2 separate regions of the Sus scrofa genome follow, and region 2 is linked to region 1. Evidence: chromatin contacts called from public Hi-C data. All regions are on one chromosome and are shown on one strand. The core of a region is the stretch at or near the end of the contact, and the rest is flanking DNA. Distances in the headings are between cores, read along the strand shown.

What was found. Hi-C and Micro-C count contacts between places; a contact is called where the count stands out from the background.
Region 2: a Hi-C map of liver shows a contact between it and region 1, with 2.2 times the contacts expected there. The contact joins the promoter of ACSS2 here to the promoter of DYNLRB1 in region 1. A contact is called at or near these places in 1 of 47 Hi-C or Micro-C datasets (liver) and 1 of 2 datasets of contacts at active chromatin or transcription factors (alveolar macrophages).

What each region holds. Positions count from the first base shown.
Region 1 is chr17:37,920,107-37,925,601 of Sscrofa11.1, forward strand. It overlaps DYNLRB1 (dynein light chain roadblock-type 1), which reads left to right and starts at 3,366. Exons shown (of 4, transcript NM_001190180.1): 1 at 3,366-3,407. The coding sequence starts at 3,405.
Region 2 is chr17:38,258,811-38,264,203 of Sscrofa11.1, forward strand. It overlaps ACSS2 (acyl-CoA synthetase short-chain family member 2), which reads left to right and starts at 1,478. Exons shown (of 18, transcript NM_001143695.1): 1 at 1,478-1,706. The coding sequence starts at 1,529.

The DNA.
Region 1 (5,495 bases), core at 2,116-4,615:
CAGCCATGCGGGATCCAAGCCACCTCTGCAACCTACACCACAGCTCACAGCAAAACTGGATCCTTAACCCACTGAGGGAGGCCAGGGATCGAACCCGAAACCTCATGGTTCTGAGTCGGATTTGTTTCCACTGCACCGCAAAAGGAACTCCCCCAACTAGTTGTTTATTCTGATCATTTGCCTGTCCAGCTCCAGATCCTACAAAGCATCAAACTGGGACTCCGCTGTGGCTGAGACTGTTCTGTTCTCTGGAGTAGAATTCTCTAGACTCTTATGAAAAGCGCCTTACATTGTAACTCCAGCACAGAAACTGCTGTCATTCCCATTTCATTTATCTATTTCTGTGTGTCTGGAGGGCTCCTTTGTGGTCAGGACATTTAGGAGGATCCACAGGAATCTTCCTGGTTGGCAACAAGGGTCTTCAGTGGAGACCTGTACTGGTCCCTTGTGAACAGTATACTGGTTCACAAGATAATACTGGTTCCTTGTGGACAGGTTCCCACTGAGCAAAGATGCTGTGGGCAAGAGGGCTTCCTCAAAGAAACCACAGGGAAGAACCTTGAGAATTTACAGTCATACCTGCAGATCACTGAAACCAGCCATACTGTTATTTCCATCTGTCTTATTAAGACCTCTATTTGTCTTCTCTGTCCTAGCAACTGGTATCACACCCATATTCACTTAGTCCAGGATAACTGTCAACACTTACTGTGTCCCAAAAACTTAGATATGCTATATGCACTGTCATTTAGTCTTCCTGGCCACTCACAGAGAGGAATGATTATCTCTATTTTAAAGAAAAGAAAATAGGCTAAACGTGGTTGAGTAACTGGAAGTGTCCAGTTATTAAGTGGCAAGAGTGCAAATTGGAATTCAGGATTGTTTGATGCCAAAGACTACATGCTTAAAAAGTTTTGCTGTACTGCTACTTACAGCAACCCTGGGAGTCTTCCATGGGTTAGCTGTTCCATCTAATTGGTCTCCAAATCCTGTCGAATCCATCTCCAGAACTTCTTTTGAATCACTTCTCTCAGAGCTGCCCCATTGCCACAGCCCACATTCTTCATCCCTACCCTGGTTTGCTGTAGCAATCTCTTGTCATTGCTTCCATTCTCTCCAGTCCACCTGTGCTACCTTAGAATGCCCGTTGGAAGACTTCAGTCTCATGGTTCTCCCCTCTTAAAATTTTACAAGTTTCCTCCATTGCCACAGAATAAACTCTAATTAAAGCTCATAAGCCTGTCCACTCAAGGCCCTAACTATTTCCAAATCAGTCATGAACCCATGGATCATTGGCCATTCTCTTTTTTGCTTTTGTGACTGTGATGTTCAATTCATTCACCCCTCTCAGTACAGTTCTCTATATGTAAGATTGTGGTAATGATCCTTCTGTGCTTTTCTTCCAGGATTTTTTTTTTTTGCTTTTTGCTTTTTAGGGCTGCACCTGCAGCATATGGACCTTCCCAGACTAGGGGTCGAATCGGAGCTACAGCTGCTGATCTCCACAGCCACAACTAAACAGGATCTGAGCCGCATCTGCAACCTACACCACAGCTCCCGGCCATGCTGTATCCTTAACCCACTGAACGAGGCCAGGGATTGAACCCACAACCTAATGGGTCCTAGTCAGATTCATTTCCGCTGTGCCTCTTACAGGATATTACAGGATATTTTGAGGTCCAGTTACTACAGCCCTTCTTCCCCTTGCAAAATGTTTGTCGAATGTTTCCAGAGTTCAATAATCACTTCTTTGTGTCTTAATACTTTTTTTAAAACTTTGAAATAATTTGACTTACAGAGCTGTTGCAAATATAGTATGGAGAACTCCTCCTGCACACTCTTCATCCAGCTTTCCCCAATGTTAACATCTCATATAAGTTGACATCTGTAAAATAATGCTAAACTAAAACCTTTTTACAGATTTCACTAGTTTTTCCACCAATGTCCCTTTTCTCAGTCTCTTTCAATCTGTGACAGTTCTCATTCATTCCTTGTCTTTCCAGACTTTGACTTTTTTTTTTTTTTTTTGGGTCTTTTTGTCTTTTTCCCATTTTCTTGGGCCGCTCTCGCGGCATATGGAGGTTCCCAGGCTAGGGGTCCAATTGGAGCTGTAACCACCAGCCTATGCCAGAGCCACAACAACGATGGATCCGAGCCGCGTCTGCAACCTACACCACAGCTCATGGCAACGCTGGATTGTTAACCCACTGAGCAACCTCATGGTTCCTAGTCGGATTCGTTAACCACTGCGCCACGACGGGAACTCCAGTTCTTTTTGTGTGTGTGTGTGTGTGACTTTGACATTTTTTGAAGAGTATTGGTTGGGTACCTTATAGAGTCCCTCAAGTTTGGTTTAATGTTTTCTCATGGTTAAGGCCATGGATTTTTGTGAAAAACACCACAGATGTAAAGTGCCCTTTGCAAGATTATCAGAGGGCACATATTAGTATATCCCATAACCAGTTATGTTAACCTTGATCCTCTGGTTATGATGGTGTCTCCCAAGTTTCTTCACCATAAAGTCACTATTCAATCTTCTTAACATGCAGACGCCCCTGGAAGGAAAACCAAATCCTTACTCAACTGAACGAGGCGACAGTGGAATGAAAGTTTGGAGCTTGAATTCAGCAAGCTCCAGTGCCTCCAAGAAACTTTAAGCTGAGGCTACAGGAGATAGAGTGGGTGTAAGCCCAGTAACATAGCACAAGGTTCACTAAATGGCAGTTGTCTTAGCAAATTATTTCCTGCTAGAGAACCCAGAATTTTTTTGTGTGGAAAACTTAACATAGGGCTCTAGGAAGAAGGGTCCCCCTTTTAAAGGTGAGCAAATGAGGGACTACAGAAATTTGAAGTGGCTTCTCTAAGGCAACACAAGGGCGGCCCTGAGCTAGAGGTTCTAAGACTAAAAGACTCCCAGGCTAGCCCCGACCACTTTACCTCAGTGCCCTCATGGAATCCGGGGGAGTCGCTCACGAGACCCTATGGATTCTTGGCTCCAGTTCGAATTTCGGACTTTTTAGCGCATTTTGGCTCGGAGCCTCGCCTTGCCTCAATTCGGGAGCAAAGTGGATATCAGCAACACCCACTCCTTCAGAGTCTCTCCCCACCCTACACCCAGGACCTCCAGAGCTAGCTCAGGCCTCGGTTAAGTGTTGAAAGCCTCTTCCAACAAAGCCAACTTGCCTCTTTTCGGCATAGCTGGAGCTGGGAATTTTCCATAGCTGGATTGCTACTTTGCTGTTCGCGGACAGCACTGGGCCAATTCCCCAGGATCCGCCTACCCGCCTGCTGGCTCCTGATAGGCTACCGAGCCTGTCCGCTTTGACAGGAGCTGTGCGCAGGCGCAGAGAAGCTCCGGGACTGGGCTGAAGGCCGGCGACGAGGAGCTACAGGATCGGTCCGAGATGGTGAGTATCTGCTGGGAGCTTGTGGCCAGCGGCCGGGAGGTGGCCAACCACGACCTCCCACCACCCTCAGCCCAGAGGTCCATCCTCCCGGGCGGCATCCGCGGGGCTGGGCGCGCCGGACCGAAGCAGTCTGGAGGGCGGAACCGGGGCGGCGCGGGCCTCCTGACTCGGACCGAGGGGGCCGAGGCGGGGCCACCGGATCCAGTGGTCCCTTGACCGGAAGTAGTTGCTGGTGCCACGGGGAAGGATTGACGGAGCTGGGCACACGGGCCCCTGCATCCTAGCAACCTTGGCCTTGTTGAGCTATAACAACAATAGTGATTATATTTTCTAGAAACTTAATTCGTGCCAGACACTGCTATACGCTTTACATACCCTGGCCTGCCTCCTCACCGTAGCTCTGTGAAGTAGGTACGACCATTATCCCTGTATTACACACTCGGGATGTAAAACCCGGTGAAACTAAGTGCCCTGCCCCAGTAAATGACGGAGATGGACTTGAACCCTAGACACTTGACTGCTGCCTTTCTGTGTGATTCTTTCGAGCCGTTGAGAAATGGTGCATGAGTCAGAAACGAGCGGGATCCACCCTTGTGGTTCCTGCCTTGCTGACTGGAACTGTGGGCTCTTTATGCCTTTACAGGTTTGGTTTCTTGTGTTTTTAATCCTCCCAACTTGTAAAAAACAAAACAAAACAAAAAAAACAACAACTTGGAAAGAGCTTTTGAACGTTAAACCATGTGAATGGTTTTAAAAAATCGTATTTAAGAATTTAAAGCCTAAAAGAAAAATTGAAAGGGAATAAGAAACAGTACCATACCTGGAGGTAACGACTTATAATTAGGCAGATTACTTGTTTTGTTTTCGTCAGTTTTTGCTTTATATAGTTTAGCTGTATGTAGAATAGATACAGCTATTTATAGTTTATAGTTAGCTAGTTTATAGACTAGATGAGGTAACTTTATCATTCATATCACTTTTTAAACTGTAAAAGAAATTGACTTTTAGCAGATAATAACTGCACACAGTAAAAACAAAAAAGCATCTGAAAGGATCTAAGTGAAAATAAATCTTCCACCAAACCTTGATACCCAGCTTCAATCTCCTTTAGAAACATTAGTTCCTTTTATATGTATACCAGCATGTATATATGTCCTGTCTTTTTCTTACACTAATAGTAGCTTCCTGCAACTTCTACCATGCTATTGTGTGCTTCTACTCATGAAAGCAAAATATATTTAGATGCACATTTCAACAAATTGAAGCAGTACCAAAGTTTGTAACGTAGAAAGTATATGTAGTTCCCACCTCACTCCTCTCTGGTAATGACAGTTGGGTGTGTTTCTTTCCATATTTATTAAGTGCATAAGCATATTTATATATAACCTGTTACATGATATTGGAACATATTTATACATATTAAGTTTACTCTAGGCTATATGGGTAGATAATCTCATTTTGGAACTTACACTCTTCACTAAAAACTATCAGATATTTTTCCATGTCATTATATACAAACGTACTTCATTCTTTTAAAGGAGTGTATTTATCTTCTACTGCAGTATATACATTGAGATGTATTACAGTATTTCACTCCAGACAATGCTACAGTGCTGTTTTTGTCCTTTTTTTTTTTGCCCCACTCATGCTAGTGTTTGTGTAGCGGTAAACAGAAGTGGTACTAATGACGGGCACATTTTAAACATTTTGTAGAAACTGACAGATAGCTCTTTTGGATGGTGATATAAAAGTCATCCATAGGGAGTTCCCGTCGTGGTCCAGAGTTACGAACCTGACTAGTATTCATGAGGATGTGGATTCAATCCCTGGTCTCGTTCAGTGGGTTAAGGATCCAGCATTGCTGTGAGTGGTGGTGTAGGCTGGCATCTGCAGCTCCGATTCGACCTCTAGCCTGGGAATTTACACATTTAGTGTGCGGCCCTAAAAAGAAAAAAAAAAAATCCATAATCACATCCAGTTTTATTCCACCACACAACTGTTTTCATCTTTGTATGCTATGTTCTCCTCGTCTTTGTTTACATATGCATATTTTTTCAAGATATACATTCTAGTTTTTTGTTTCTGTTT
Region 2 (5,393 bases), core at 228-2,727, 340 kb after region 1:
GGAGAAAGCCCAGTAGGGTCAGTGACCTTCAATGCCATTCATATCCTATCAGCAGCCCTTCAGTGAGATCTAAGATCACTCAATAAGATTTATTCTCCCTTGATGGAGTCCTTGTGCTATCAGTGAAATGTGTGCCCCTTTAGAGCAATTAATGCCTCCTTGATGAAGTATCTGTCCTCCCAGTGGGGTCCATGTCCATTCCTTGAGGTCTGTATCCCTTCAGGGAGCCTTGAAACCCTTCCCTCAGGATTAGGTAGCTCTGGATCATAGGTCTGACCATGGGGGTGGGGGGCAGTGTTTGTTTTTCCATTTGGGTTGTGTTGGGCTTGAGTTGAGCTAATTAAAGAACAAGGGAGCAGGTGGGAAGAGAGGCTGAGCCAGATGGGGTCCTGTGTAGGCTTCAGGAAGTGGGGAGTGCCTGCTTTGAGCCTCTGAATCATTCTTGGAATTAGATATTTAAGGATTTTTTCTGCCTTTACAGCCATTCTGTGAACCAATGGGTGGTGTGAGCCCTTCTTAGTGGTGAGTACAGGTGGGAGATGAGGGTCCTGGTTGGCCTCTCCTTTCTGGAGTGGAAGGGCTAGAGGGAAGTCAGAGGTATTTGAGCCCAGGTGGGGCAAGGGAGACGTCTCTTGGTGAAGAGACCGGGAAGGAAAGAAGGGGAAGGAAAGTGAGTGATTCCTTCTGTTTACATACACTTTGTCATTTCACAAGCCACAGCTTCAGCCAAATGAGGCTGGTAAAAAGACCTGGAGTCAGGACCTAGGTTTGGCTCTAACATGTCGTCGTTTTCTCTGTGACCTTGTACAAAGTCCTCCCTTTACCTAAGTTTACCATTTATGTAATGGGGAGATGGGTTTATTAGCAGAGACCTGAAGGCACCTCCTAGTCTTCACTCAGTTTTTTGGATGGAAGTTTGCGCAATCAGGGAAAGTAAAGACCTATCCTCGGGGGTGGGAGAAAATTGGAGTTTACTTAGTGTAGGGGATAGTTCCCCCAGAGGAAAGGTGTCACCCAGAAAGGACACCTCTTGACTTTTCAACTCTGTGGGGTGACAGGCTGTGCGATCAGACCACTGGGCGGCTCAGCTCTTTAGCCCAGCTCTTTCCCGCTGAGTCCCGCCCTAACACAAATCTACATCTGTAACTCCAAGATCCCACCCAACCCTGGTCACTCCATGGTCCAGCCTCCTCTCCTGTCACATCCAGCCTCGCCACTCCCCCTCACTCCATGGGCCCACCCTCTCTCCTGTCACGCCCGGCCCCACCCCTTCCGTAAGTCAGCTCCGCCCCAAACCCCTAGCAAAGTTCCACTTGCCCTCCTGGGTTTCTTTGCTAGCCCTGGTCCCACCCCCACCAGGCCCGGCTCCGCTCTCCCGGACGCCCAACAACCAGGACAGGCCTAAGCCACGCCTCTGCCGTCAAGCCCCTCCCCTTCCTTAAGGCCCCGCCCTTCGGTCTGCTTGTTTTCCCCGCCTGAGCGCTGGAGGCAACAGCTAAGGCGGGTTCTGTGCAAGGAACTTGAGGCAATGGGGCTTCCTGAAGAGCGGGGCCGGAGCGGCCGCGGGAGCAGGGCCCGGGAGGAGGCTGGAGCCCGGAGCTGGGCTCGGAGTTGGTCTCCACCGCCCGAGATCATCCGTTGCGCGCACGTCCCTTCGCAGCAGCGTTACGCAGAGCTGCACCGGCTCTCTGTGGAGAACCCGCAAGGTGAGGCCCAGCTCCGGCGGGCCTGAGGGACGTCAGGGAGGAGAGAAGTGGGGGTGCACAGGGGAGTGAGGAGTTGGGGGCGTTCTGTGCGGAAATGGGGTTCCGTGGAGAGATGAGGGGTTTTGGGGGGAGCTGGGGTTCCCTCGGAAAGTTGAGGGATCCGTGAGCAGATAGCGGTTCTTTGAGGACATGGAAAAGGGGTTCCAGGAGGAGAGGGGAGTTCTCTGAGAAGGAGAGTTCTGTAGGAAATAAGGATTCCCTAAGGTCTGGGGAGTTCCTTGGCGACTTGGGGGTCTCGTGAGGAGGTGAGGAGAGTAAAAGTGTCCTGGAGAGAGTTTCTCAGGTGAACAGACAGGTTCTTAGAGGCGCCTTGAGGGCAGGCTGGCCACGGGAGAACTTTCTCCGCACCCTTTCACGCCGGTCCCACCATTGCCTCCTGACACCTTTCACCTGTTAGTCCCACTGCAGAAGGGCAGTAACCGGGCTGGGTCCCATCCTGGGGTCCTCAGATGAGTAGTGGAGTCCCAGATCTATTTTTAGTATTTCAGAAATCCCAATGGAAACTACAATATAAGACTGAACAAGTCACTAAAATGTCTTTTAAAATAACTGGGGCTGGGATCGTAATCACTCAGAGTTTTGGATAGTTCTATGTCTTTGGGAATATGTAAGTAAAATTCTCGGTCTTTGCGGTCAAGCTAGGTAAGGAGTCACAAGTATAGCTGAGTTGGGAGCTGCATGATGTTGGCAGTGGGGCAAGAGTGAGCCACTGTATCAATCCCAGAAAAATCTGGATTTAGATCCTGGCTCTGCCACTCATTTACTGTGTGGTCTTCTGGAGATTTAAAAACCTGTCTGAAATTCTTTATCTATAAGAGAGGGGTAGTAATAACTGCCTCGTGGGTTGTTTCAGGGCAAAAGTGAGTACTAAGTAAAGTGTGCATTATAGAGTGCCTGAGGCACAGTAAGCGCAGGTTGTTTGAAGGCTAAAGTGAGTACAAAGTGTGCATTGTAGAGTGCCCGATGCACAGCAATATCTAAATAGCGCTAAGGAGGAGCTCCGGTTGTGACGCCGCGGAACCGGACCCAACTAGTATCCATGAGGATGAGGGTTCCATCCCTGGCCTTGCTCGGTGGGTTGGGGATCCTGTGTTGCTGTGCCTGTGGTGTAGGCCGGCAGCTGTAGCTTCAATTCGACCCTAGCCTGGGAACTTCCATTTGCTGCAGGTACAACCTTAAAAAGCGCGCAAGCACACACACACACACACACACACACACACACACACACACACACACACACACACACACACACACACACACACACACACACACACACACACACACACACACACACACACACACACACACACACACACACACACACACACACACACACACACACACACACACACACACACACGGCGGTTAGTTTGATAACAGTAAGAATGTGGATGAAGCAATTACCGAGTAATGCAAGATAAGACTGAAGTGCAGCAGTTGATTGCTGCAGGCAGTGTCCGAGTTTGAATCTTCGCACCTTTTTTTTTCTTCAGGTGTTCATGTAGATATTTATTGACTACATTTGCCTACATAGAGACCATCTTACTACTTATTAATTTATACCTCACCCTAGAAAAAAATTACACTTAAAAGAGTTGGTTGGTAATTCTTTCCTCGCCAAAGTTTGTAGTCTTTACAAAAGAATTCACAATAGGCTTCCTTTACTGGGGAAATGAGCCAATATCTTTTTTTTTTTTTTTCTTTTTTCAGCTACACCTGAGCATATGGAAGTTCCCCACCCAGGGATCAAATCTGAGCCTCAGCTGTGACCTGTGCCGCAGCTCTGGCAACATGGGTTCCTCAACCCACTGCACCATGCAGGAACTGCTAAATATCTTTAAATAAAAACACAATACATGAAGCTTTTATAAAACACACCTACAGCACACACCTGTATCTACCAACAATCCTAGGATTCTGACTTCTTGGGATAATACCATGTTTTTGTTGGGATTCTCTTGGAATAAATATAAAGACCAATTAATATATTGCCCCTATAATAATATCAAATCTTCATTTTTCCAATGGAGACTTCCTGGTTAGCTCTCAGAAAGTGATCTAATCTATAGTCTCACTTCCTAATCTAGAATCACTTTCAGGTCAGATGTTCCTCAGCTTGTTTGTTTCTTTCTTTCTTTTAAATTTTTGTTGATTCACAATGTTGTGTTTCAGGTGTACATCAAAGTGATTCAGTTATACACATATATACATATATATTCGTTTCAGATTCTTTTCTTTTATAGGTTATTACAAAATATTTAGTATAATTTCCTGTGCCACAGTGGACTCTTTTTGGTTATCTATTTTATATATAGTGGTGTGTATATGTTCATCTCAAACTCCTAATTTCTTTCTTTCCTCCCCCCTCAGTCTTCCCTTCATTTCTGATCTCTCTCTATATTTTCTCCTGTCATGAGTTCATCTATTTCCCAGAGGTGAGCTAATTTTTTTTAAATTAAGTTCCCTGTGTACAACATTATATTTCTACTTCTGTATACACTATTTTTGGTGTGATCACCACCAAAAATTTAGTTTCCATCCATCACCACACAGTTGACCCCCTTTACTCATTTCACCCCCCCCCATTTCCCCTCTGGTAACCACTAATGAGTTCTCTGTATCTACATATTTGTTTTTGTTGTGTTTGATTTGTTCATTATTTTATTTTGATCATTTTGCCATTACTAGGGCCCCTCCCACAGCATATGGAGGTTCCCAGGCTAGGGGTCTAATCTGAGCTGTAGCCGCCGGCCTACACCAGAGCCACAGCAACGCGGGATCCGAGTCGCATCTGCAACCTACACCATAGCTCACAGCAACGCTGGATCCTTAACCCACTGAACAAGACCAGGGATCGAACCCGAAACCTCATGGTTCCTAGTCGGATTCATTAACCACTGCGCCACGACGGGAACTCCTATTTTGTTTGTTTTTTATATTCCACATATGAGTGAACTTGACCTTTTGACCTTGTCTGACTATCTGAAATGGTAAGATTTTTTTTTTTTTGTCTTTTTTTTTTGTTGTTGTTGTTGTTGTTGCTATTTCTTGGGCCCCTCCCACAGCATATGGAGGTTCCCAGGCTAGGGGTCTAATCTGAGCTGTAGCCGCCGGCCTACACCAGAGCCACAGCAACGTGGGATCCGAGTCGCATCTGCAACCTACACCACAGCTCACGGCAACGCCAGATCGTCAACCCACTGAGCAAGGGCAGGGACCGAACCCGCAACCTCATGGTTCCTAGTCGGATTCGTTAACCACTGCGCCACGACGGGAACTCCAGATTTCATTTTTTATAGTTAATATTCATATATCCATATATACAAATACATATCTATTGATAGTACATCTTTATCACTTATCTATCAATGGACACTTAGGTTCCTTCTGTATCTTGGCTATTTAGTGTAAATAATACTGTAATGAACATAGGCGTGCATATATTTTTCAAAATAGTGTTTCTGTTTACTTCAGAAAAATACCCAGACGTTGAATTGCTTGATTGTGTATTAGTTATTCATATTTTTTTGAGGAATCATCATACTCCAAACTTGCTGCACCAGTGTACATTCACAGCAGCAATGTATGAGGGTTTCTTTCTCTCTACATTCCCTTCGTCATGCCTTT